2 separate regions of the Macaca mulatta genome follow, and region 2 is linked to region 1. The links are chromatin contacts, called in public Hi-C maps. All regions are on one chromosome and are shown on one strand. Each heading gives the region's core, a stretch centred on a gene start, on an enhancer-like site or on the middle of the called end of the contact. The rest is flanking DNA. Distances are from core to core; before and after follow the strand shown. Region 1 holds the start of MAP4K4 (mitogen-activated protein kinase kinase kinase kinase 4). Region 2 overlaps MAP4K4 (mitogen-activated protein kinase kinase kinase kinase 4).

Region 1 (5,750 bases), core at 1,073-3,572:
GGAGGCTGCTTTGTGGGGGGCCCTGGCATTTCTGCATCAGGTCTAGTTGTGCATAGTGAGCAAGTTACTTAACTTTTTTAAGTGCTGGTTTTCTAATGTATAAAGTGGGAATAATGGAGTGTCATTTGGAATTAAGAGCAGAATAATGAGATAATACATGTGAAGGACTTAGCACATTATATCATCTATTATTAATAATAAACACTATTAAAATGCTAGCAATAGGCCAGGCATGGTGGCTCATGCCTGTAGTCCAGCACCTTGGGAAGCCAAGGCGGGCGGATCACCTGAGGTCAGGAGTTCAAGACCAGCCTGGCCAACATGGTGAAACCCTGTCTCTACTAAAAATAAAAAATTAGCTGACCATGGTGGCAGGCGCCTGTAGTCCCAGCTACTGGGGAGGCTGAGGCAGAAGAATTGCTGGAATCCAGAAGGCAGAGGTTGCAGTGAGCTGAGAGCACTCCACTGCACTCCAGCTTCGGTGACAGTCAGATTCTGTCTCAAAACAAACAAAAAACAATGTTATCAATAGTAAGATAGCCTGAAAGTTCAGATGTGTTTCTGTCTAGTTCTCTGAGTAAATTATTTTATTTACACTTATAGATAATGCCATTGCTGCTGGCAAAAACCAAAATTATCTAAAAGCACCAATACATTCATAGGAATACTTGGTTACTATAATTTTCCTTATAAATGGATACCAGGAGCCCCTCAATATATTTTACCCTTACCAGGGATTCTCATAGTCAAAAATTTCAGAAACCAAACTGTTGGGAAGCAGGAGAGTGCCATACATATTCTGGGTAGAGCTAACTAACTTGGCTGACTGAATCAGAGATCCGGATTCTGCGAACAGGCTAACCTGGTGAAAATCCCTGCTCAACTTCCAGGCTGGGCTTTTAAGGAATTCGGACATATTCCTTATCTTTCAGTACTTTGCTTTCCTTACCAAAAAGGAGGATAACATTCCTTCAAGGCTGTAAATAGAGTGCTGTGTGTAAAGCACTTGGCACAATGCGTTTGTTTGGGGGAGACACAGTATGTGCATAAGAATTGGTAGACGATGATGGTTATGTTTATGAAAATCCAATCATGAATAGCCGGAGGCCACTGTTGTCAACAAGTGATCCCTGTAACAGTGACGTTAGCTACACTGAGAACTTACACACGCACATTCTCAGGCCCATTGCTGACCTCCTGAAACGGGAACTCGGGAGGCAGGGCCAGGCAATCGGCACTTTGCCTGAAGCACGCACGTTTTGAGAACACCTGTCAGGTAACCGGGAACCACTGAAAGTTTTTGGACGGTGGAGGAATGCGATGTAAATGGCTGTTGATTCACTGGCATTAAAGTGCCTAACTACCGACTGGCTTCCGAGGTTGCCGGAAGAAACCTGTTTGTTGATCCTTAGTGATGTCCAGGTTACAAAACGCGGGTCGGTACTAAGGGCCCCAAACACAGTGCTCACCTACCGAGCGCAGCCGGGAGCGCAGCGCCAGGCAATTACAGGAGCTGTTTTGGATGTGGCCCGGCAGCCCAGCGATGCTCAGCGGATCCCGCAACTACAACCACAACCGTACCACACATTTAGCTTGCAAAAGCAGAGAAAGGAAAAGAAAACCGTGCAGGGAAGCCGGAAACGAGGGACTTCAGGGTCTCCTCTCTAGGAGGTGGGAGAGTGGGGGATGGGGCAAGCGGGGCGAGGAGGGGGCGAGGATCGAGGGAGGCCCCTCCTCCGCGCGGCAACACCCGGTTCGCGTCCCTCTAGAGCCGGGGCGCGGCCGGCGGGACACACCCTTGCCCTGGGAGACACGAGGGTCCCTGTCCTCTTAGCGTCGGTCCAGCTCAGTTTCCTGTCATTTGTTGTTAGCGCGAGGTAGGGGCGTTTCTCCACCTCAGCTCCTCCCCGGGGAAATCCCAGCCCGTTTCCTCCCCGCTCCTGCTGTTTTCGGGAGCGCCGTGCGGGGTCGAGCGCCGGGGCCGCACCCTGGGCGCCGGGCGTCGTGTCGGGGCCGCTGCCCGCACTGCCCGCCGGCCCGGCCATTGTTCGGGCCCCACCCCTGATGAATATTCACGCCGCGCGGGCGCCTCGGCCCGCGCCCTCCCCGGCAGGGTAGGGGTGTGAGTGCGTTTCCGCCGGTTTTTCCTGCCTGAGGAGGAAAGGGGGAGCTGTTTTCTCTCTCCTCAGAATATATTTTTGGTGTCCCGTTTCTCCTCCTCCCGCGCCGCCGCCGCCCCCTCCCTCCCCACCTCGCTCCCCGCCTCGCTCCCCGCCTCCGCCTCCGCCTCCCGGGTTATCTTTGTCTCGCTGCCTCGCGCTCACTCGCTCAACTCTCGGCGCCGCCGCGGCCCCACGCTCCGGGCCCGTCCTCAAGGCGCGCGGCGCGGGGCGCGGGCGCCGGGGCCTGAGGCGGCGGGCGACGCCCGGGGGCCTGACGGCCGGCCCCGCGCCATGGTGTGAGCGCCGCCGCCGCCCGCGCACGCTCCGTCCGCCCTCCGCGCGGCCCGGCCGGCCGAGAGCCCCGAGCGGCCCGAGAGCGCAGCCGAGCCCGCCGCCGCCGCCCCCGGCCCCGCGAGGAGAGTCCCGGGCCGGCCCGGCTGCCGCGCGAGGAGCGCCGTCGGCGGCCTGGTCTGCGGCTGAGATACACAGAGCGACAGAGACATTTATTGTTATTTGTTTTTTGGTGGCAAAAAGGGAAAATGGCGAACGACTCCCCTGCAAAAAGTCTGGTGGACATCGATCTCTCCTCCCTGCGGGTGAGTGGGCCCGCGAGCGGGCGCGCGGGGAGCGGGGAGCGGGCAGCCGGCAGCCGGCAGCCGGGGCCGCGCCCTGGTCGGCCGGGCGCTCGGGCGCCGCCGTGGGCAGAGCCGCCGGCGCGGCGGCCCCTTTGTCTGCCTGTGCGGGCTGGTGCGGGGCGGGCGCTACCCTCCGCCGCCCCCACGCCCCGAGCCCGCCGCGTGACCCCCGGGCGCCGGGGGACCGCGCGGGGCGAAACCCACCTCTTTTGTCACCGCCCTTTCTCTCTAACTGCCCTGCTTGATTTATTCATTTTTTGGCTTCTTTTAAATGATAACCCCTCCCCTCCTTCCTCTCCAGGATCCTGCTGGGATTTTTGAGCTGGTGGAAGTGGTTGGAAATGGCACCTATGGACAAGTCTATAAGGTTGGTGTGGGCGCCTTCTTTGTTTCCCGTGGCATGTGGAAACTTCTTGTTGGGGGACGAGGAGAGGGTGATAAACAGGCTGCTGACTGGAGGCCACGCCGCTTGGCCAAAGTTGGGAGAGGGGTTTCGCCTTGCAGTCCCTCTGTTTTTGCACACCGAGTTTATATTCAGACTGGCCTTAAAAGACCTCATTTCCTGGCTTTGAGATAAGGAAATAAGCTACACTCTTAGGCATGCACTTTACTTCAAAAAAATGGAAAAGCATTTTTAAAAAATAAGACAACCTGAATTTTCTCTTTTTTTCCCCCCAAATCTGGCCTCCTGAGTTTGTGTGTAAATTAAAATACCGTGGAGGCGGGCCTTGCCTCTGACGATCCTAAACCACTGCTTTGGCCATCGTGAAAATTGTCATCATGTTTCAGCCTCCACTCAGTGCTTGCCAGTTGCTCAAGGTGGGGAGTTTGGCGTTACCTGGGAATACTTTATAACTGTGGTTGTCATCCTTTCTATTGATGGATACGTATTTTGGGGAAGCAGGGAGGAGTGTGTGTTTGGGCAACAGGAGCAGGAAGAATTACAGTGTGGGGATTATAAAATCTGAATTCCAGGAATAACCTGTTTGACAGCTGTGTAATTGAAACAGAAATGACGGAGAGCGAAGAGAATATAGAGGATGCCCTGGTTTCACACCCACCCAGGTCTTTATCTTTTTTGAAAATTTTAACACCCACCCTCCACCCCAACGATAAATGAAACTAGCAAATCTGGAGACTGAGTCTGCGCTGAGTAGCTGACACCTGATGTGACTAACAGTGTTCATTTTATCCATTGTACAGTCTAGAGATTATGAAAGAGCTGTAGGGAATGGAGGCACAGGCCTTGAAAATTCAGAACGGAATGTTAAATTCTTCCTGTCTTGATTCGTTTCTCATTACTGAACGTTTTCTAAAAGTTTAATCTGCACTGGGGGAGTGTTCTGTTAGAGTCGGTACAAGGTTAGGGAAGCAGGGCTTTGTGGTTCACCATGAAGAATTGTCATTGTCTCATTAAAAATGGGTGGAGTTGGGGGGGGGTTGGAAGCTGACTGTAGACGTTTTCTTAGGCTAGATTAAGTGTGGATCTTATTGTCTGTCTCTTTTCTGCTTTGTGAGTAGAGTTTATCTATCACTTAAACGCCTCTCCTCAGCCCAAACTTCTAGCCTGGGCAGTGTACTTACTGGACTGTGGTCCGAACTTGGGTCAGTATTCTTAGGTGATCTCAAGTGTATTAGCTTGTGTTTTGTTGGTTAACTCTTGGGGCCGGGGCCAGATTTTTGAATTTGAAAGAGAGCCCTGTTAACTCAGCTTGCCGGGCTCAACTGAATTTGGAAGGCTTTGGAAAATTTTGGAGAAGATTGTGTTGCAATTCGCTGAGTGGTTGGTAACTGGCTAAAGGATACTCTCCCGGGTCTGTTGTTTGTTTAAGCATCAGTCAGTTTTTTTCTAACCCAGTTTTTTCTCGCCAAATCTAAGTGGTGATTGTAGTCTTCCAAGTGAATTAGCCAGAGCTTGTTTTTGACCTGGTTACACAGTAGTTGGATTGTTTGTCTTATTTGGTCAGCATGGATGTTAAGGGCAGAGAAGTAAGCCAGAAGGTAATATAGTCTTTAAACCTTAAGAAAAAGGAAAGAATGAAACCCCAGTTTGTCTTTATTGGTTTTAAGAGGTGGGAGCTGTTTATGGTAAGAGTTTAGTCAAGTTCATTGTTATTTCCCCTCATTGCCTTTTTAGTTCCATTCCCCCCAGCCCTCCCAAGCTTTTGAACTAGGTTTGCTGAGCGCTATGTTTGACAAGTATTTGGGATACTGGCATGACACAGCTCTCTGACTACAAAGTCTGTGCAGTTGAGAATTTCTCTAATTATGCAAACCTAAGAAATAAAATCCGTGCAAAAGTTGCCTACAGTCCAGAACAAAATAGTGCCTGAGGTTTTGCTCATAAGCAGTTACATTTTTATATTATGGAAAACTTGAAACATAAAGACTAGAGAGGTTTATCAGCACATGACTAATCTTGTCTCATCTGTATTCTTCTTCTCCTTTATCTTAATGTAAACCCCAAATGCCATTTCAGTCATAAATACTTGAGAATATTTCTTTTTTACAAAATCACATTGTTGTTATCACACTTGGAAAAATGTCTTACATTTACTGTTAACATTTTCCTGATTGTCTCATACATCAGGAAAATTTTTTTACTCTACGTGTTTTTTTTTTTTTACTATAACAAGAAGTTCTTTAATGTTTACAAGCAGGTACTGGGAACTTCAGTCTTAGAGGTGGTAAAAATAGCAGAGCATCTCTTTTTTCCTCTTTTTAAGTATTTAATTTCTAGAACCATTTACCATTATGCATAGGAGTTCATTTTGGATTTTTGTTGGATAGGAGTTCATGATTTGCTTGTGGTAGCTTTGGGATTAGATTATTAACACTCTAGAGTTTGTTTATTGCTGCTAAACATCCTTTAGGATGAATTCGAAAAATTTTTTGTTGCTGAATTGTTACTTATAAAAAGGTCTTTATTTTTAAACATAATTTTAGGTAAAAA
Region 2 (5,585 bases), core at 2,038-4,537, 130 kb after region 1:
TTTGTGTCTCTCCTTTTGCTATTTGAAGTTATACCATGCTGAGAGGAGGTACTTTGTTCCTAACTATAGCAATAAGGTACCATATATTTTTAGTGCTTTTTTCTCTAGTCAGTGCTTTGTGGTATAATACCGCACATCCTGTGTTGTGAAAAATAAACAGAGCTGTCAAATAAGCTTTGCTCTGTTTCCTAGACAGACCAGTAAATGAATGTTTAGAAACCCCCTATGTTAGAAAAATTAGTATTCTAGAGGAGCTGTTGTATTTAATTCATATCTTACAAAGTAATGATAACAATAAAACCCCATGAAAAAAGAATAAACAGGAAAAAAATCAAATAACCCTTACTTATAATCTGCCCTTTTTGGATTGAGACATTTTAGAGTAAATAGGTTGCTTGTATCTTAAGGAGGTGAGCTGTATATTTGGCTTCTCTAGCTAAGGACAGAATAAGTAAATGAGTTGTGAGAATGATGCATTACTGTCTCTTGGACCATATTTGGATGCAACATGTGTTTTTGTTCTTCCACCACCTCTTGTAAGAGACAAGCTTTTGGGCCTCATTCCAGATACAAGGTCATCAAAAAGTGTTATATGCCCAGTAGGTTTGTTTCCTTGGGAAAGAAAGATATTTTATTTGAACACAAGGCTCTTTTTGACAGCACAATCATTTTATGCTTGGGATGGAGGTGGGATTGATCAGCACTTAGCAGTTTGTCACTGTGCAGTGGGAAGGCTAGCCAGTGTTAAAGAGCCAGATTTCAAAGCCCTCTCTTGCCCTTTGCTTTTCCCCTGAGATGTGTCTAGTTCAAATATGCCCACGGGGTCACCCTCTAGACATTTAGCGTGGGAAAGGAACCACCCTGTACACAAATAGCACAAATTATAGCAGAGAAACTGCAGATGGTAATCTGCAGTGTATCTTAAAGGCACAGCTAGAAGTGGTCATGTTGCTCACACGGGGAACCTAACCCACTGGGAATGTGGCGGGGGCGGGGGGGACTTCTTTCTATGTGTGTGGTAGTATTGGTGCTGTCTTCCTGGGAATGCACTAAGAGTGAAGTTAATGTTCATGAGCTCACAAACACCGTTGGTCCACATGTGTACTTTCTTATAAAAGGTGTGTTCCTGGCTGTTTACTTATAGTCACAGAAAACTAAAATTCAGGCCTGTCTTTCCTATTCAGGGACTGGCACATCTTCACATTCATCACGTGATTCACCGGGATATCAAGGGCCAGAATGTGTTGCTGACTGAGAATGCAGAGGTGAAACTTGGTATGTAATGGATGTGCGGCGTGATCTCGTAATTGCACCTGGCACAAGCCAGCTGCACTCCCAGTTCTGCTTCCATCTAGCTAAAAGTTCAGTCTGTTACCCATGTTTTCTATTTCTGTTCTTAAGAATGTGGGAACCGAGCATATTGCTTAGCCTGGCTCCAGCCTCCCCACTTCCATGTTAGTTCCCTCCCACCTCCCGCCCCCTGGTTCTCTATACAGCAGCCAGACTGATCTTCAGATCAGACCATGCCACTTTCCTGCTTAAAGACCCTTAATGGCTTCCTATTTTACTTTGGATAAAACCGACATTTCTCACCCTTGCCTATAAAAAGCCATGTAGGATCTGATGCCTGCTACTTTTCCCTCCTCATTTTATGTCCCTCTTTACTTCTCTCTTCATCAGTCACTGTCTTTTTTTCTTTTCTTAAACTTCCTGGATCTTGCCTTGGGGCCTTTGCATAACTGTTTCCCATTGGGAAGACTTGACTTCAGTTTTGAAGTCACAGTTTTTTTTCTCATGTTCAGGGGCCTTTTCCAACCTCTGATCTGTCTTGGGCCTTGCTGCTTGTTTCTTTCATAGTATTGTTCACAATTTATAGTTATGTGATTGTTTTTTACTTCTGTTACTGTCTCCTTTGCCAGAATGTAAATTCTGGGAATGCAGCAAATAGCCTATTACCCAGCACCCACAGCATAGTGACTTCATTGTAGTAGGTGCTTGATAAATTTCTGCATGGATAGGTAATTACAGCCCGTGGTGGTTTCCTGGAGTTATTCACAAGGGTTCTTTTATATTTCTTGTTTCCTTTAGCTGGGTCTGAACTTATTCCACTTTCATCTAAGTGTTGTATCAAATTTTTAAATAGCGTTTGTATTAATTTTTCTTCCACTAACACATCATAACAAAATTCTTTCTGTTTATATGGGTCTGGTCCACCTTTCTTTTAGAAATCATAGGCACAGCTGTTGTACTGTAAAAGTAAGACCTTCATAGTTACCTCCTTGCATAGTGTCTGTGTTTGTTGGTCTTCTATGGAGGAATCTGCCCAATTGGAAACTCCCCTCAGGGCTCCCCTCAAGGAAGCACTTGAGCAGTTCTCATACCAAATGACTCAGTGAGCTGTGCGTTCCCTGCACTGGTCTCCTGCTATCGGCCTCTGATAGTACCTGAGCGATCACTTAGTGATTGGTTACCATTGCCTTCCAAGTCGCTGTGATGCTCGCTTAGGCTTCCTGCACTAACTGGCTGGCCTGTGTGTCCCTGGTTCCTGTGCTGCCTGGCCCGTGTGTCTCTGTCTCTGAAGGAGTACTCAGTGAGTAAGTCCACACCCTGGACAAGCCATTTTCTGAGCGTGTTCTGTGCATAGAAGTTGAATCTATGATCCCTTTTAGTCATCTCAGCGCTTCGTAGGCCTTTCTGCATGGGCGCCTCCACCTTTGCAGGTTCCTGCTTGGGTAGTGGTAGTGTGTGTGGTGGTAGTGTTGGCAGGGACGGATGGCAGGCATTCCGTTAGAGGTCATGGTCTTCCTGCCAGCTCTGCCTCCCATCCTTGAACTGTCCTCTAGACCACCACCACCATCCAATTGGGTGGGATGCAGAAGTCACTGAAAAATCAGCAGAAGTCCCAAGTGCTTTAGGGTGTGTTGTTTGTGAACATATGATTTAGCTTGTTGTTTTTTTTTTTTTTTTTTTTGATTCAGTACTGTGTTTTTTTCAAGAAAACTTTTGTGAATTTCTTACCTTTATGGTTATTAGTGCTGTTTAAGAAGGTAAGTCAAGTGTGTCTTCAGTCAGTTCTCCAGAACCTGGGGCTCTCTGTGACTTGATCTTGTTTGCGGCAGTTCTCTGAAAGCACTGAAGGTTGTGGTTCATTCAAAAGGCCCTCTGCTGGTCACTGTCGGAGAAGCTGGGGAGGCAGCCAGATCCAGGCTTCACAGAAGCTTCCAGACTGGTAGAGGATCTCACAGTCTCGGTGGCTTTACTGTGGAAGGGCACTCCTGACCAGTGGTGCTTGCCTTGAGGAGGATCGCATATTCATGAAGCACTGCTGTTTCAGTTTACTACGAAGACATTTCCTCCTTGTGTTTTTTCACAAGTATATCTGGTTTGTAATTGTGTTTCACTTTCTCTTCCTTTTTCTCCCTCCCACAGTTGACTTTGGTGTGAGTGCTCAGCTGGACAGGACAGTGGGGCGGAGAAATACGTTCATAGGCACTCCCTACTGGATGGCTCCTGAGGTCATCGCCTGTGATGAGAACCCGGATGCCACCTATGATTACAGAGTAAGAGGCACCTGCTCCGTAGGCCTTTGCAGGGCCACTGGCATGCCTGAGGGATGGCGGCTTTGCTTATAAATCGCACACCCCTTGTCTGCCTGCCTTTTCAGGGAGGAAGACCTTCAGTGAGGAAAATTGCAGGTGCAGATTTTTCAGGACAGTATTCAGATGCTGTCTTTTTTGGCCATTTGTATCACATGACTGTGTTCTCATTAAGGAATACACTGGTTTCAAAGCAGTCTGGAGCACTTTGTCGTGCCTAGAGCTTTTTGTTCCTATTTACTATCCTTTTTTTTTTTTTTTAACTTGAAGAATATATTAGAATCGAATATTTATTCTTTTTAAAATATTGCCAGTGTACAATAATAGCTTCGAGTGAAATTTTATATTATTCTTGTTAAACTGCTGTACAGCATTGATTTGGTATACAAATTTATTTAAATTATTAGAGTGACCTCTAGGGACTTGAATCAATAATGCACTTTAAAAAAAAAATCTAGATGTAAATCCATATTTGATATCAGACTCGGGTTACTATGTTTACAAAAGCTGTTTTTAAAAATCCATGCCTTAATTAGATGAGCCAGTCTGGTTAATATACCTGTTAATGATATGCAAAATGGAATTCATGTCTTAACAGTCTCCCATGTATTTTAGTATTTATTACAAATATCCAATTAATGAGACTTAATTTAAGACTGTAGTGCAGAGTAACTTTTATTTTTTATATACTGAAGTATCTTAAAATAGGTAACAGACTTTGTGACTTTCCACTCTTTACCATGTCTCTAAAATTTAAAAATGTTTTCCCGCATTCCCCAAATAATTATTATACCTAAGTAAATACAAATAGTTAATACAAAGTTGGTAATTAGACCTGGCTGGTATGCAGAACAAGACAGTGTATTTGGTTATTTAATCTCTTTTAATCTAGAACCACCTCCACTGCCACCCCCACCTCGTTTTTTTGTATTTGTTTTTGTTTTGCCATAAAACTGACTTTCTGAAGAGCCTGGGCCTGTTGTCTAATGTTCTACCCTTGAGATTTGTCTCATTACTTCTTTATGTCATTTAGTTTGTTTCCTGTAAACTAGAAAGGCTTAATTTGTATCAAGGAAAACCTTCTTAGCAAAATCACCACTGGGGAGGTGGAGGTGGAGGTTCTTCATGTTGCCTCACAGCAGGGGACATGCAGAGCTGTTCATCCCCCGCTCATTGCCAGGAGTGGCCCCTGGATTAGGGTAATGAGCCCCTTTGTGTACCCTGATAGTATAGAAAGCTTAATGAAAATAAGGGAGGAATGATAGGTCTCTCCTTTTTGTTGTATTCAGATATATGTGTCTGAACTTTGTAATATAAGTATAGATTATTTAGAAAACCTTTAAACTGAGCAACTTTAATTCCTTGGTTAGGATAGCATATAAACAAATATATAGTAATGATAATAACTATCCTCATCTGCTTTTCAAAAATTCTTTTTTTTGGATTTTAAGAAATATTGTCTGATAAGACTTCAGTACATCAAACAGTGTTTAGTGAGTACTCTCCATTACAAAAGTAAATAAAACTGGCAAAAATGCCTGCCTTCATGGAACTTATATTTGAGTAGAAAGTGAAGTTTAATTCAAATTTTAAATTTAGTATTTCAGGGGAATCAGAAAAAAAAAAAAAAAAGATTCCATGTACAGAAAACCAGCTGACTTGTTTGGTTTGCAAGTAGGGTGGGGATGCTTAGTAGCATGATTTGAATTAGTGAGCCATGTTAGGTTTTATGAATTCAGTGGGGAGCACTTTGTAAAGAATGGTTTCTGGCCTTTAAACTTTAAAATCTTAATTAAGTTTGAGTTACTAACAATAAACATCCATCTGGGCCAGAAGTCTAAAGTATTGAATGCTTATGAAGAAATGAAGAAATATATTGAACCGTAGACCATTCACTGAACAGTTAGAGAGAGGTTTTTAAGTGGGACCAGCTCTAGTTCATTCATAGATGTAAGTGGTTTTAATCAAATCAATTTTCTGCTTCTTTCC

What was found. A called contact is a pair of places that touch in the nucleus more often than the background predicts.
Region 2: a Hi-C map of blood shows a contact between it and region 1, with 2.7 times the contacts expected there. The contact joins the enhancer-like site here to the promoter of MAP4K4 in region 1. A contact is called at or near these places in 7 of 14 Hi-C or Micro-C datasets (CD4 T cells, blood, cortical neurons and 4 more).

What each region holds. Positions count from the first base shown.
Region 1 is chr13:9,852,947-9,858,696 of T2T-MMU8v2.0, forward strand. It overlaps MAP4K4 (mitogen-activated protein kinase kinase kinase kinase 4), which reads left to right and starts at 2,323. Exons shown (of 29, transcript XM_077958917.1): 1 at 2,323-2,758; 2 at 3,099-3,164. The coding sequence starts at 2,702.
Region 2 is chr13:9,981,879-9,987,463 of T2T-MMU8v2.0, forward strand. It overlaps MAP4K4 (mitogen-activated protein kinase kinase kinase kinase 4), which reads left to right. Exons shown (of 29, transcript XM_077958917.1): 6 at 1,185-1,275; 7 at 3,430-3,560. Among named protein-coding and RNA genes, the nearest start is that of MAP4K4, 130 kb to the left of the region's middle. Within about 2 kb of position 3,288, at least 8 of the 40 cell types and tissues checked have an H3K27ac peak or open chromatin away from gene starts, as enhancers often do. A contact at or near this core is called in blood, where this site is marked.